2 separate regions of the Gossypium hirsutum genome follow, and region 2 is linked to region 1. Evidence: chromatin contacts called from public Hi-C data. All regions are on one chromosome and are shown on one strand. Each heading gives the region's core, a stretch centred on a gene start, on an enhancer-like site or on the middle of the called end of the contact. The rest is flanking DNA. Distances are from core to core; before and after follow the strand shown. Region 1 holds the start of LOC107917869 (RNA-binding protein 24-B). Region 2 holds the start of LOC107917007 (glyceraldehyde-3-phosphate dehydrogenase B, chloroplastic).

What was found. Hi-C and Micro-C count contacts between places; a contact is called where the count stands out from the background.
Region 2: a Hi-C map of leaf shows a contact between it and region 1, with 2.0 times the contacts expected there. The contact joins the promoter of LOC107917007 here to the promoter of LOC107917869 in region 1. A contact is called at or near these places in 3 of 34 Hi-C or Micro-C datasets (all in leaf).

What each region holds. Positions count from the first base shown.
Region 1 is chrA01:19,038,990-19,046,406 of Gossypium_hirsutum_v2.1, forward strand. LOC107917869 (RNA-binding protein 24-B) reads left to right here and starts at 5,887. Exons shown (of 8, transcript XM_016847240.2): 1 at 5,887-6,978; 2 at 7,216-7,360. The coding sequence starts at 6,748. LOC107917912 (AT-rich interactive domain-containing protein 5) reads left to right here. Exons shown (of 14, transcript XM_041114599.1): 5 at 82-134; 6 at 316-361; 7 at 1,036-1,125; 8 at 1,316-1,438; 9 at 1,553-1,604; 10 at 1,691-1,751; 11 at 2,366-2,432; 12 at 2,575-2,622; 13 at 3,154-3,246; 14 at 3,565-3,912. The coding sequence ends at 3,672.
Region 2 is chrA01:19,496,778-19,503,701 of Gossypium_hirsutum_v2.1, forward strand. LOC107917007 (glyceraldehyde-3-phosphate dehydrogenase B, chloroplastic) reads right to left here and starts at 1,470. Exons shown (of 9, transcript XM_016846395.2): 1 at 872-1,470; 2 at 680-793; 3 at 400-567; 4 at 129-296; 5 at 1-21. The coding sequence starts at 970. LOC107916683 reads right to left here and starts at 4,040. Exons shown (of 5, transcript XM_016846017.2): 1 at 3,680-4,040; 2 at 2,803-2,911; 3 at 2,481-2,577; 4 at 2,083-2,169; 5 at 1,609-1,933. The coding sequence starts at 3,740. The coding sequence ends at 1,799.

The DNA of each region.
Region 1 (7,417 bases), core at 4,637-7,136:
GTTCTCTTATGTGTCCAAATTGGAAATCACCTTTTACACCATCAATATATATATTTACTTTTAAATGATGCATGCTTATAGGTTACTGCATCAAAGTTATGGCGGCAAGTGGGAGAGTCTTTCCACCCCCCAAAGTAAGTAGAAATATAGATGGTTCTTTTTTCTTTCCATGTGCTTTTTGGTGTAAAGTTATGTCTCTATCTCTATGGATTTGGGTTGCATTTGACCTCAACACAGTACTTTATATGGACATGGTTTTTATGAAATCGTATATTATTCTCTTGATTGACTTTGGTTTCTCATTCCTTCTCCCAGGACCTGCACAACTGTCTCTTGGACATTCCGCATATTTTACGAGAAGGTATGTTCTTTAGCTAGTACAATTAGCTAGCTACCTCATTATATGGAGTGTGGGCATAGTTCATGTAACTTTACCCTTGCAATGTGGGGAGGCTGTTTCCATGCCTTAGAATTGTGACCTCTAAGTCATATAGACCAGCCTTATTTTTCTTCCAAGACAATTATTTGATACATTTAATTAGATTTAAACTTTAAAAAGCAAAAAAAAAAAAAAATGAAAAAAAAGAAAGAAAACAAATAGCAATGCCTATGCCTATGCCTGTTCTTTTTGCACCCTGTTTTGGCTTGCATGAAACATAAATGATGCATGGCACATATCACATTTTTCTAGTTCTGGGAATGATTTTGGGGGTTGTTTTGAGCACAACATTAAACCACTCAATGAAACTAGCATAGATTTTAGTTGATATAATTAGAATCATAGTGCAAGTTTTCAAAGGCATGCTTATCCAAACCAAACTAAATAATATACATTTGGGGAAAATGATAGCAGTGCCAATATATCTCATGATCTGTTTAACCGCTTGATGGGGTAACAAGTCTTTTTCCTGTCAGCTCATAAATAAGTAAATAAATACGAAGGAAAGTTTATTGATTTACTCATTTTTTGGGTAACAATACTTGTATGATTTCAGGCTGTGGTTCCTATTTCCTGATTATTTTATGGTTGAGCAGGCACTGTTAGAATATGAAAAGTATAAGAGAGAGAATGGTGAGATTCAACTTCCTGCTTCTTCACTCCCTCATGCAAGTGGTGAAAAGGAGGTAGGTTTTGTTTCTTCATATTATACAACAGTGTGATTCTTGACTTTCCATCTTCCATTCCATATGCTGATGTGAACTAGATGAATTTTGTACAACTAATGGCCTTTGGATGCTTATACTAATCATTTGTTTCCTCTCACTATTTGTGCTAAAGCATTCCTTTTCTAATGATCTCCGAGTGTCCGTGCAGTCAAGTGGTTTCCTAGCCTTGGGGTCAGGTAGGGCACGCAGGGATGCTGCCGCTCGTGCCATGCAGGGTTGGCATGCTCAACGTTCTGTTGGATATGGTGAGATTACCGAGCCCATTGTGAAGGTCTGTTGAATATTTAAACCTTTTTATCATCTCTAATTTTCTATATTATTGTATTTCTGTTTTTGGAGCATATCTTTTATGCAAGACTCTGAAAACAACAATTCCTCTGTACAGGAGAAAATCATGGGTTCTGCTTCAAAACGTGAAAGACATCTCAAAAGTATTGGTATGCTGCCACATGTAGATACCTCTCTTGCAAATTTCTGCCATTATTACCATGAATTTTCAAATTGTTTTTGGTTTCTTTTCCAGGTTTGCAGAAGCAGAAGATGCCAATAAGCGCAGAGCTTGATAAATCTGCACATGATAAGCAGTTAATATATGCTAATCTCTTAGCTATGCATTACTTTTGCATAGGGTTCTATTTCATCCATCTTCATTTACATTCTACGTAATCTGAAGTTTAAATTAAGATGCAGACGAGCTTTTTCTCAATTAATTTATGCATGATTCTTCCATCAAAAAAGGAAATATATGAATGATTTACTGCATGCATAATTGAATCAATTCAAAGAACCATATTCTTATTGCACCTGTTGCTGCTAGGAACACCTTACTTGAAATAAATGAGCCAGTGCAAAGCGTTTGTCAACAGTGGCATGCTGCAAATGTAAATGTTCAATGTAACTTTAAGCACTAGTCCTTTTTTCCCTAATCTGTAGAAGGTTTAAGAACCCTGTCATAGTGGACTTATTTAATGCTTTAATGTTTAATATATCCTGTCAGGCCATAGTCAGCATTAGCCCTATCCCATCATCCCGCTAGAAAAGGGAAAGTTGAGGGATGTTGGGCTCAGGAAGAAGTGAAGAAATCTTAAACTTGCTCAGATAATCTGATTGTTGTTTTATCTATTTTCTGATTGATGCAAATATTGTTGATGTATTGTTTTATTCTATTTCCTGATTGATGCAAATTTTCTTGATGTAGACTGATTACTGAAATTGTTGATGTTGGAACCCCTGCTGATTGGGTGAAGATCAATGTCCGTGAAACTGTAAGTATCCCTTGTTTCCTACCTGATGCACAGGCAGATAAAAATCTATTCAAAACTGGTGCCAATTAAAATCAGTTGCAGAGTAGCTTGTTTTGGGGTTTTGAGTTCTGAGTAGTTTCACTGGCCTTAAAATGCACAGCAGGATTGCTTTGAGGTATATGCTCTGGTCCCTGGGCTTCTGCGTGAGGAGGTATGCAGTTGTCCCAAAATCCTTTTCAAATGACTTTATGCAAATTAGTAAACAATTGGTATGATCCTTGACAGTAGGGCATTGCAACCTGTACTCTTTTGTATTTGCAGTTAATCACATCGATAAGCACGCAAAAAATTCATGTGTTGTATTTTCTAGTAATTTACTGATACCAGTATCAATAAAGGGTCAGTCTACTAAGATGTCTTATTAGTTCCTAGTTTTGTAGATTGTTTGAGCGGTTTCTCAAGATATCTTGGATTTTCTATTTTCTTCCTAAGCTATGGGGCGCAGTAAGAATTTAATAGTTAGTTACTTGGGGGGGGGGGACATTGGCTCCTTCTCAACAAAATTTCAGCTGCTTTTCTGCTTTCAAATACGTGAAAGTCTTAAGTTCTTTTTAAATTTGTTACTATGATTTTCACACGTTTGTGATTGGAAAACATGTTTGGTGTTTCATAATCCCTCCCTTCTTTAGTCTCTATGAGTTCCCCTGGATGTAAGACTGGACTTGCTTTTTGGTGGATCTAGGTACGAGTTCAATCAGATCCTGCTGGACGTGTGGTTATCACTGGCCAACCAGAGCAAGTTGACAATCCTTGGGGTATCACGCCCTTTAAGAAGGTATTTCTTTTAATTTCTAAGACGAGGAAATAAAAAAGCTTATAATAGCATCTCTAGACTATGCTTGAGAACATAGGTGAGAATATAGGAGGAATTAACCCTATATTTGATGGGCATCGATATTCTTAATTTTGTTCAGTTTCTTCCAAGTTTATTGTTGTATTCGAGATGAAAATGTTTTAGGAAGAAGCCTGCTGCTTTAATAGGGCGGTTTTTTGTTGTGGAAACAAGAGGGAAAAGAAGCAGAAAATAAAATTGGAGCAAAAGAAAGATACTTCGTGAGCTGATCCTGACCCTAATTTGGTGTGGTTTGTACAGGTAGTGAACTTACCATCGAGAATTGATCCGCTTCTGACAACTGCTGTTGTGAGCTTGCATGGTCGACTCTTTGTTCGTGTCCCTTTTGAGCAGGGATCAGCAGCTTGAACCTCATCGTGTTGTTTAGTTTAGATTGGTTGGCCACAGTCATTGTAGGATTAATGTAATTAGGAGTAAACTATGGTATTGTTGGATTAGTTGTAATTTTCCTTGTGCTTGATTTTATTCATCAACGCTGAACTAGTTGAAAAGCCCTTTGTGAAGGGAAGTTAAAAATCTCCTCAAAATCAAATGATAAAAGGAGAGCGGAGATTTGGTAAATTAATGCAAGTTAAAGACTTGTGCAAACAATGGTTTAGTTTGGTCAATTTCTGATTTTGGTCCCTTTACTGATTCAAATTTGGGATTTAGTCCTTATATTTTAGTTTGGAATCATTTGGGGTTTCTACTTTAAAAGTGTCATTAAGGCTGAAATACTGACGTTGACTTTTTTCTACCTTTTAAGCCGTCTCAACATTCTAGTTGAAAGAATTAATTAATGATATTATGATTAAATTTGAAGCACAAAAGTTACCTTTTAATATTAATCAACTAGATTAGAATCAACCGTACTGAGGCTTTCCTGATTTTGTTATCAGACACTAACAGCAACTGGATATTTATCGCTTGAAAATCAACCAATCAAACATAAGCTCTGTTGTTTTGTGGAAGTATGTTAACTTTATAATATTTACTTCATTTATTCGTTTTGTTTGATTATTAGTTATATAGATTGAGTACCAACACTTCCTTTAACTGGAGTCAAATCAAAATTGATTAATCGTTGTTAATTTGGAGTAAAAGGCCTTAACGTTCGGGTTGGACCTACAACATTCACCATATTTTCTGTTAATAATATTATTTTTTTCCCAACTCAACAGTATATATCAGTCACTGTCAGTGTGATGATAGAAATGGGGGAGTTTGGGTGGGTGGCTAGCATTTGTAAATGTATCATCATCATCATCATCATCATCATCATCATCATCATGTATGTAGTAAGTGTAACCCGAATATAGCTGCAGCACTGCGGTGTGAATGACACTTGACTTGGCCGCTTCAGGACCGCCTATTGACTGCTCCTGATGAATGATGTATGTAGCATACAAAATTGAAAGTCTCAACATGCTAACTGTTGTATTGTGTATGTGACAGTAAATTGAGTGTATCTGGGAGATGACTGCAGAATTTAGAGTAGCATGTAGCTCTTTCTCCATTGGAAGATACACCCATTAAGAATTAAGAAGCCAAAAAAAAAAAAAGAAAAAAACTTTCCTGTTTAAGAATGTTGTCAGAAAATTAAGAATATAAGCTGACAGATATGATATCCTAGTCTAGGTTTATGCTAGGCCAGGCAGCCAACAGATGTTATGGCCTCTGTGTCCACACACATCATTCTTATAAATTATTAGTACTATTTTTTTCATGCCGATGATTTTGTTGATTCTTGGTTTCTTTCACCTACAAAACGATTACCCTCTCTTCTTCTTCTTCTCGTTTCTTCTTTTGCATCATTCTAACATCTTTATGCACTGTTCTCCCCCCCCTTTTTATTTATTTCCTGGTGTGCTCATAGCATCTCTAATCCAAGCACTTGAATCGCGGGTTTGTTTGACTATTTTTGTTTCAAGTTAATCTGTATTCGCGGGGTTTTAGAGGAGATGATTGGGTCACAATGTTTGGGTTTTTTTTTCTTACAATATATTATTAAGGTTTTATTTGCAAAAAATATATACCTACCGGGTTCAATGAAAGAAAAACAATAATGCATAATTGTCGCAAGCAGCATCATCCTTTTTTCTGAGGGTCCCTTTCAATTTACTGACTTTACTTGGACAGCTCCTTCAGCTTTATCCATTTCCACCCCTACCGTACTCTTTATTAATAATAATATATATATGTACACTACAACACATGTATACTACTATTCAGGAACTAAATTGTCCATCTCACCACTTATTTATGTTATGAACACTCGGTAAATTATTATTATTAAAAAACAAAAAAGCTACACAAATTACCAATTAAAATGGGATTCTAAGTAGAGAATTGGAAAGCCAGGAGACTTCTTATTCCCATTTGTTACTGCGAGTGTGGTTGAAGAATAGTGAATTTCAAGTCAGACAAAATCAGTAGCAGTACTGCAAGAATTGTCTGTTTAATTATCGTGAGTAGAATGGATGTTTATTTAATAAAAATGTTGGAATTTTATGACTGAAAAATAAATATTAATTTTTTATGCTTTAAAATTTAATCCCATTTGATTTAATTTGGAGTTAGTAGAGTGAAAAGAAGAGCGAGATCAGTTACAAGAGGCGAGAGATAGAGAGACAGGCAACTGGATTAGCCATTGAAATAGGGGATAGTAGGTCCCGAGTCCCCACCCCAACCAAGCTGTCTTTGCTAATTGCCATTGCTTTGTTTCAGAACTCTCCAGCACTAAGCCTCTCCTCTCTTCCCTTTGCGCCTTTTCCTTCTTTTTTTTTTCTTTCTTTCTTTCTCCCCTTTATTGCTCTTCCTTGATGATGATGACCACTCTTCTATTTCTTCCTCCTCCATCTCTCAACAACAATGAACTGAGTTAATTTCTTATTATTTCCCTTCACCTTACTGAGTTTTCTTGAGGGGTCTTTGATCTTCTCCTTATTCTGGTATTACAATTTGATTCTTCACTCTGTTTGCTACCCATCAATCAATCCTCACCCACCTCCTGTTTTCTTCTTTTCCTTCCTTCTCTTTTCTTCCTGTCATACATAGTAAGCCGTTCCTCACTTTGTCAAGCCTTCACTTTTCTTTGCTTTGCTTTGCTTTTCTGTGTTCCTCACTGTCTCTGTGTATATAGCCCCAAAGTGCATGTTTCATCCAATCCCACCACTTTCCACTTCACCCCTCTTCTTGGCCCATCTAGGGTTTTCTGCCTTTTCTCCTTTATTCCATTAAATCCCATACGGTTCTGCGAATTTATCTTTCCTTCCAATTCTAGGGTTTTTCTAGGGTTTTATCATTCTTTTAAGGGAAAAAATTGTATCTTTAGTCTCTCTATTCTGGGGTTAACCTCATTCTTACTTGATTTGTCGATCACCTTCAATCAATCTTGGATCCTTTCCTTAGTATCCCTGGATTTGAATTGGGTCATCTGTGGTCATGGCGTTTCAGCAAATTCCGGGTCCGAGCTCGGGGTCGAGTTCGAGTTCTGGCTTCCAATACATGAATTCCCCTTTTGGAGATACCACATACACCAAGGTCTTTGTTGGGGGACTCGCTTGGGAAACTCAAAGCGAAACCATGCGCCGATATTTCGAGCAGTTTGGTGAAATCGTGGAAGCCGTTGTCATCACTGATAAGAACACCGGCCGTTCAAAAGGATATGGTTTTGTGAGTGTTAATGTTTTTTTTTTTAAATTTTTAAAGATTTCTTTGTCTTTGCTGCTGTTTGATGATGATAAGATGCTACTTTGCATTTGGCTGTCCATGTTATTATGTAAATAAAACTGGTACTAAATCAAGGGTGGCAGCAAGGCTTTGATGCTGAAGCAATGTGTAGTAAGTTAAAGGGGTTTTATTGACTTTAGAGTGACTTGGTTTCTTGTTGGGTTTGCATGGAGGGTGTAGGTAACTTTCCGGGATCCAGAGTCTGCTAGGAGAGCCTGTGCTGATCCGACCCCAATTATTGATGGCAGGCGTGCTAATTGTAATTTGGCTTCTCTAGGCCGTCCTCGACCTCCTGTTCCTTACGGTATCATCTCTAATCTGTCCGGTTAGTCTGATTAACACCATTATCGTTTTCAACATGTGACATTTTCTGTAACAATAT
Region 2 (6,924 bases), core at 220-2,719, 450 kb after region 1:
ATCTACAAAGACTCCAGTTCCCTTTAAGGTGCATGTCAAATGATTCAGTTATAATTATTACTCTTTAGAGCAAGCTGAATAATAGATTGCAGGATCTGTTTAAGAGCACTTAAGGGCAAAGGACCTACCTCGATTACAATGTCGATACCAAGTTCAGCCCAAGGAAGCTTGAGAGGGTCCCTGTTAGAGACGACCTTGATGGGCTTCCCATCAACACTGATGGTTTCATTGTCAACTATTTTCACATCAGCTTTGAAAGTTCCCAGCATGGAGTCATATTTCAGCAAGTGTGAAGCCTGTGTTTATATTGTATACCGCAGTTAATGAATGAAACTAATCAAACCAAACCTCATAGGTTAGCTCTTATAAAGCATGACAAATGAAACTTAAGTTACTTACATTCTTGACACCACCACTGTCATTTACAACAACAACCTCGAGGGGTGAGTCCTTCCTGCCATGCCAGCATCTGAGGAAGTTCCTGCCAATGCGTCCAAATCCATTGATTGCAACCTTCAGTTTGGCAACTGTTTCTCCCCTAACAGATGCTGATGGTACACCTTCACTCTAAATTTCAAACAGTTTCAAGCCATCAACACTATCATATGCAACAGTAGTAAGACTAGCAGGACAATCTTATCTCTTAAAAAGTAAAGTTATTTTGGAAGAGTGCAGGAACCTTGGGAGTAAGTTGGGCAGCCAGCACGTCGAAAAAGGAAGTATCTCTAACATTCTTGGCAAAGGTGACGCATGAGCTGGATCGAAGTCCAGAGAATTCAGTCACTTCCAGTCTCTGCACAACAAAACCGAAATGAAAATAAAATCCTGAAGCAAATTAAAGAGCAACCAAAAGCAGAAGAAAGAGGGAGACCTTGGAAGAGCATTGAGTGGGGAAAGAGTGAGTGGTCTTAGATGGAAGCCTGGTGTTGGCAGGGATTCTTGAAGGAGCTAAAGCAGCTTTTGTTGCCATGGCTGATGGCTGTAATTAAAAACTAAAAGATCAACTCCCCTCCCCACTACTATTTATACACTTGAATTTGGTGTTTTGGTTAATATATCATTGGATATAAATTATGGTTGAAAGTGAATTAACGGAACGTGTGGTGAATATGGAGGGTGTGCAAGATATATGTGATAAGATTGTATGGGAGAACTGAAGCTCATAATTTGAGCCACAGCTCCATCCCTTGTTATTTCTCTCAAGTGCATTAGCAGTTTTGCACTGTGTTAAATGACCACAAAAAAAAAAAAAAATCTGCAAGTCGTCAAGAGAGAAAGGACTCAAGCTCAATGGAGCAGTGCCCAAGATGCGTACAAGCAATAATTTTATGGCTACGAGGAGATTATTTTGGATGGTGGTGAACATTTAGATGAAATTAAAATATCCATGTCATTGTACGTTCTTAGGATAAACTTATTTTGAGGCTAATAATAATGAAACCCCACATCGGAGACAGAGAGAGGGGTATTCTATTTCCAAACAAAAAGATTCGATTAAAATTTTCTTCCAAACATCAAATGCAGGATATTTATTTTAAGTAAAGATTGTTCCAAGTATTAAATCAACATTACAAAGTAGGAAACTCCTCAAATGCTGCTCTGTAAAACTTGTCGCAAACCTTGAGCATCTTACCTTCATGTATGGCAAAAGTTTTTAAAGTATTCATGTTTTTAGCAACAATCACCACATATTAAAATGACAGAGTTACACTGTTTTGTCGAGAAAACAGGAAAATTACAACAAATTCCCTATTATTTCTTAATAACAGACTAGTTAAACCACCGTTCGTAAGGCAATTCATATGGCAGCTTCAATTTCATCAGAGTTTACAGCAACTCCGTTCGGGGCATCTTCAGATCGAAGCTGACCAGAAACATCATCAATGGCAGCGTTTAGCTGAGCAATCTTCTCGGTCAGTACCTTCCGAGTTTTCTACACAATAAAGGTCACTCATTATTCAGCTTTTAAACCCATAAACTTTTGACAACACATAAATGCTGGTCCATCAACTTCAAAGCACACACTACTCAGGCCATTCCAATATTTAGGGGACAATAATTCTGAACAGTGTAAGTGCTCACCTCCAAAGCTTTTTCTTCATCATATATGAATTTAGGCAGTCTCTTCATAAGGTCCTTACTATCAGCTACAGCTAGTGCCTTGCTGATCTATAGAAGGCAAACAGCATAAGAATCTAAGTAGTCGACAATCACCATCATATAAGTCATGAATAGTAAGTTGACATAGGAAAAATAATAGTCAAACATAAATAATTTCCAGAGTTTCGGCTGTATGTTTTAGACATCAAAAAGAAGGGGGGAGGGGTGAGTTAGACAATTATGAAACTATAGCTGTAGAGTGTAATCCATTGAAAATTATATGGGGGCATTTTAATTGGTCAAAATAACAAATATACATAAAGGAGAGCAAAGAGATAGTTTAGTATAATTTCTACAGCAATTTGCAATGGTAATATCACCTGAGGGGCAAATACACAACCAAGTGCACCAACCACGAGCCCTCCCAAAACAAAACCTCCAACAAAGGCATTAGCACTGCTTGACCTTTCGCCATCACTGTAAGAACATATGAAGCCGACAACTTGGGTAATAATACATGCTAATGTTCCCAACAGAACATATCAAAAAACACAAAAGAGAGAACAGAATATGCGTGTACACAAGCACACACACACAAACCTAAGCATATGGTTGCTAGTACTTCTTTAATTATCTCCCAGTTATAGGAATATTAACAGGTAATCATTCATTATTTGGCTCAAATTGTCTGGAAGATGATACCTGTACGAAGCTTGAACGGTGAGAGGCCTTCTAGAGGTAGAAATATGCAGTTTCCTCAAATGACTAGAATTGAATACCAAGTTGGTGGAGCTGGCACTCCCATGAGAGCCTAGCAAAAAAAATTGCGCAGGGAAGGTAAGGAAGGTAAGGAACAGCCTTTCAAAGCTTTCAAAACCAAATGGATGGTACACTTGTAAATGCACAAAACATAGCTTTGATGGAACAAAAATTAGAGTTAGTGATACTATGATCTCAAAGGTAAAACAATCTTATGATCTCAGAGGATGGAAAATAACATGTTGATGATGCTATAATTTAACAAATTCTAAAATTGAAAATTTGAATTGATGTTAAACCCAGATTCTTGCATCAAAAGATGTAAAATGCTGAACTAAAATGAGAAATAACGAAAAATAAAGCCTAACAATTAATTCCACAGCCAAAGTACTTTCAACAAATCCTATTGGCATTTTTCTTTCGTTTCTAGCTGACAGCACTTGCAGTCAATATTACCTTAAGTTTAATAGCATGCCAAAAAAACAGAAGACAAATATGCTAGGAAATATAATAAATTATAGGCTTGAATCTGCAAATAGGAGATTAGTTATCAATAGCCTCAAAGTGCCAATGTTCTAAGACCCATCAACAACTTCAACACTGAGATATGAATCCAAGTCCATGGAAACAGCGAGCATGGATTTATATTTTGCAAAGAAACTTTCTTCTTTTTTTGCAATCATGATGCGTTAGACGTTAAATCGTACTCCATTAAAAATAAAAGAAGCTAAAAAGATCGAATCAATTACAATGAACAACAATAAAATTATAAATAAAACAATTAACAGTGAAGAAAAACGAAATGTGAAGGGATTGTTACCAGAAAATAGTTGAAGGGGAGGATTTGCCGATAAAACCAAAGAATTTGAAAGGGTAGTCATTTTTTAAGAAATGAAACGAGACAGTTGAACAACGAGGGAAACAAAATAAATAATCCGACCCGGTTGCTACTCCTGAGTTGTGAGTGAGTGAGTGAGTGAGCGGACGAGTTAGTTCGATGATACCTATGCTGCCTTTTGTCCTTCAGCTTTGAGCTTGACGACCAAACTTCACCGTGGATCTGTTGCTCTACTTTCGGCCCAATCTCTTAACTTTTTAGATTGGACTGTTTCCTTCTTCTTATTGGATTGGACCTAGAATAAGAAATTTTGTATTGAATTGTTTTTTTTTCCATAAGTTTCGATTTAATCTTTTTACTCTAATTTCGTCAATTTTAGTTCTTTTACCTTTTGAATTTTAAAATTTCAATTATAACTCAACTGAAACCAGTTAAATCTGTTTGACCAATTTTGTTATTTGTCTGATACTATGTGTAGGTTTTGGATTTAGTTTCTATTCTCTGATTTGATTATTCTTAGTCTTTATACTTTTTAAAATTTGAAATTACAATCCTAGCTCAAATGGTATAATTTAAATCCATCAATTAAAATGAGACAATTTTTTTTTATGTAAGTACCATGTGAAAATAGCAAACTAGCATAGTATTACTAATGTAATAATATGTTTGCCGCATAAGATTATGAAAATGGTATAATTTAATTTAATAAAATTAATGGGTACCATCTTGAATCACGACTGAAATTTTAAATTTTAAAAAATTTACAACTTACGCATAATACACAGATAATAACAAAAACTTGACTTTCCTTTTTTAAAATTTATTTTCAGGGTTAATATTTAATGTAAAGGTATTATATAATTTTATGGACGGTTAATTAAGTTTAGTGAGTTTAATTTTAAAATTTATTTATGATGTGTGATTGTCCAATTCACTGGCCACTGTATGTATATTAATTTTAAAATAAAAGAAAATTGAAGCAGATGTTTGATGGGGTCATCTCTAGCAATGGAAATATGAAGCTGAAGAGCAATGCTGTATTCAATACCTTCTAAGAAACAAAAGAATGTTCAAACTTAATTATAAAAGGCGCATGTTAACAAGAAATACAAAACAAAATGGACAGTGAAATTTATTATATGTTAACAAGGTTTATTAGATGTTTGAATCCTTCATCACAAATCTACCATTATACTAAATAAATCCCACCAAACCAATCTCATTTGGGTGCTTAATTACTATATATGTCATCAATTAAATTTACATATTAATTACTTCTTTTAGTTTGTATGATTTTTTTTAGTGCGATAAAACTTTAACTTCAGGGGGCAAAGTCAGAAATTTTGTTTAGGGAGCCGAAATTAAATTATAATTTTTACTATAGTAAAAAAGTAATTTCACCATTTTAATAGTCTCTATCTTTATAATTTATAAACAATTAAATCAAATTTGTCATTTTTAGAGGGCTAAAGTACAATTTTACCTTTACTAATTTAAAATTTTAAAAATTTCAAGAGGCCTAATGAAAAATCTTCTATTTTAGGGCGGCCGGGGTCCCTGCCAGCCCCTTGGTTTCGCCCTTGTTCAGTTTTACATAAAAATCATTTTAATCTCCATTTAATTTTTAAATTTATGTTCTTTTGTCAAATCACTCTAAAATAAATAGAAAAAGTAATATTTTTTTAATTTTGTTGATGTGACATATACGTAGATTGTCACGTGGACATCAATATTTAATTAATTTTTTAAAATTTTAAAATTTCAATAAAAATTATAAAAAATATTTTAAAAAATTAAAAATTATTCAAATTATTTAAAAAGTATACCACTTGTAAAAAAATTAATATTTTTTAAAAATTAAAAATTAATTAAATATTGACATATTATCTATGTCAACAAAATTAATAAATATTAAATTTTTCATACATTTATGAGTGATGAGAAAAAAAAATATAAATTAAGAAAAAAAGACGAAGAATTTAATGAAGAATTAAAATACTTCTTTGGTAAGTTGAAGGGGAAAAAATCATTATGTTTTAGAACTAATAGGATCCTTAAATAAATAAATATTGTACTAGTACTTAGTTACGAGAAAGGAGTAAAATTCCTTAGGTAAACGTGTTCTAAACTCCTCTCCCTCCAGGGTCTTGAAGAATATTTTTCTTAGGAAGATCCACAAATATAAATCCCACATCCATTAATAAATATACGGGATAATATAATATTTTTCTCTTAATTTTGTAATTAGGTTCATTTTGATATATGTATTTTTTTTTCATTTAACACTTAAATTTGACAATTAAATTTAAATTTAAAAAATATAAAAATTTAACGATGTGACATTTTAAGATTGTGCCACATCATTACTTAAAAAATTTATATAAAAATTTTAGGTGATGATGTGGTGTATAATCTCAATGTGTCATATTTACTATTTTAATAAGGGTAAACTATAAAAATAGTCACTTTTGTTTGCCTCATGTTATATTTTAGTCACTTATGTTTGAAATGTTACGTTTTAGTCACTTATGTTATTATTTTGTTACGAAGTGGTCACTCTTCCGTTAAGTTCTGTTATCTTCCTAACGGTAATCCTACGTGGTAGTCCAACTAGATATTATTGAATCTGCTAATACGTACTTCGTCTGGATGTTGTATTAGCAGATTCACTAATATGATTATATATATATTTACGCATGTATCACATTACAAAAACAAAATTTTAAATATTTATACCTAATAAAACACGTATCTCATTACAATAATAGTTATTTTCCAAATAACATATTGTTTTATAATTTTATTTCTTATTTAATATTTTAATTTAATTTTAATAATGCATACTTAATCCGGATGAAGTATGTATTAGCAGTTCAGTAATATCTAGTTGGACTACCACGTAGGATTACCGTTAGGGAAATAACAGAACTTGACGGAAGAGTGATCACTTCGTAACAAAATAATAACATAAGTGACTAAAACGTAACATTTTAAACATAAGTGACTAAAATGTAACATGAGATAAACAAAAGTGACTACTTTTATAGTTTACCCTTTTAATAATTAGATTGGTGGTTGAACAAATCAAACCACCCATTTTTTATTCAATTAGTTCGATCAATTCGACCACTGAATCAACAATAATTAAATAAATAATAAAAAATCATAAATTTTTTTAAAAATTACTAAACCGGTTGAACCTGCTTAACTATCGATTTTTGTCTTAA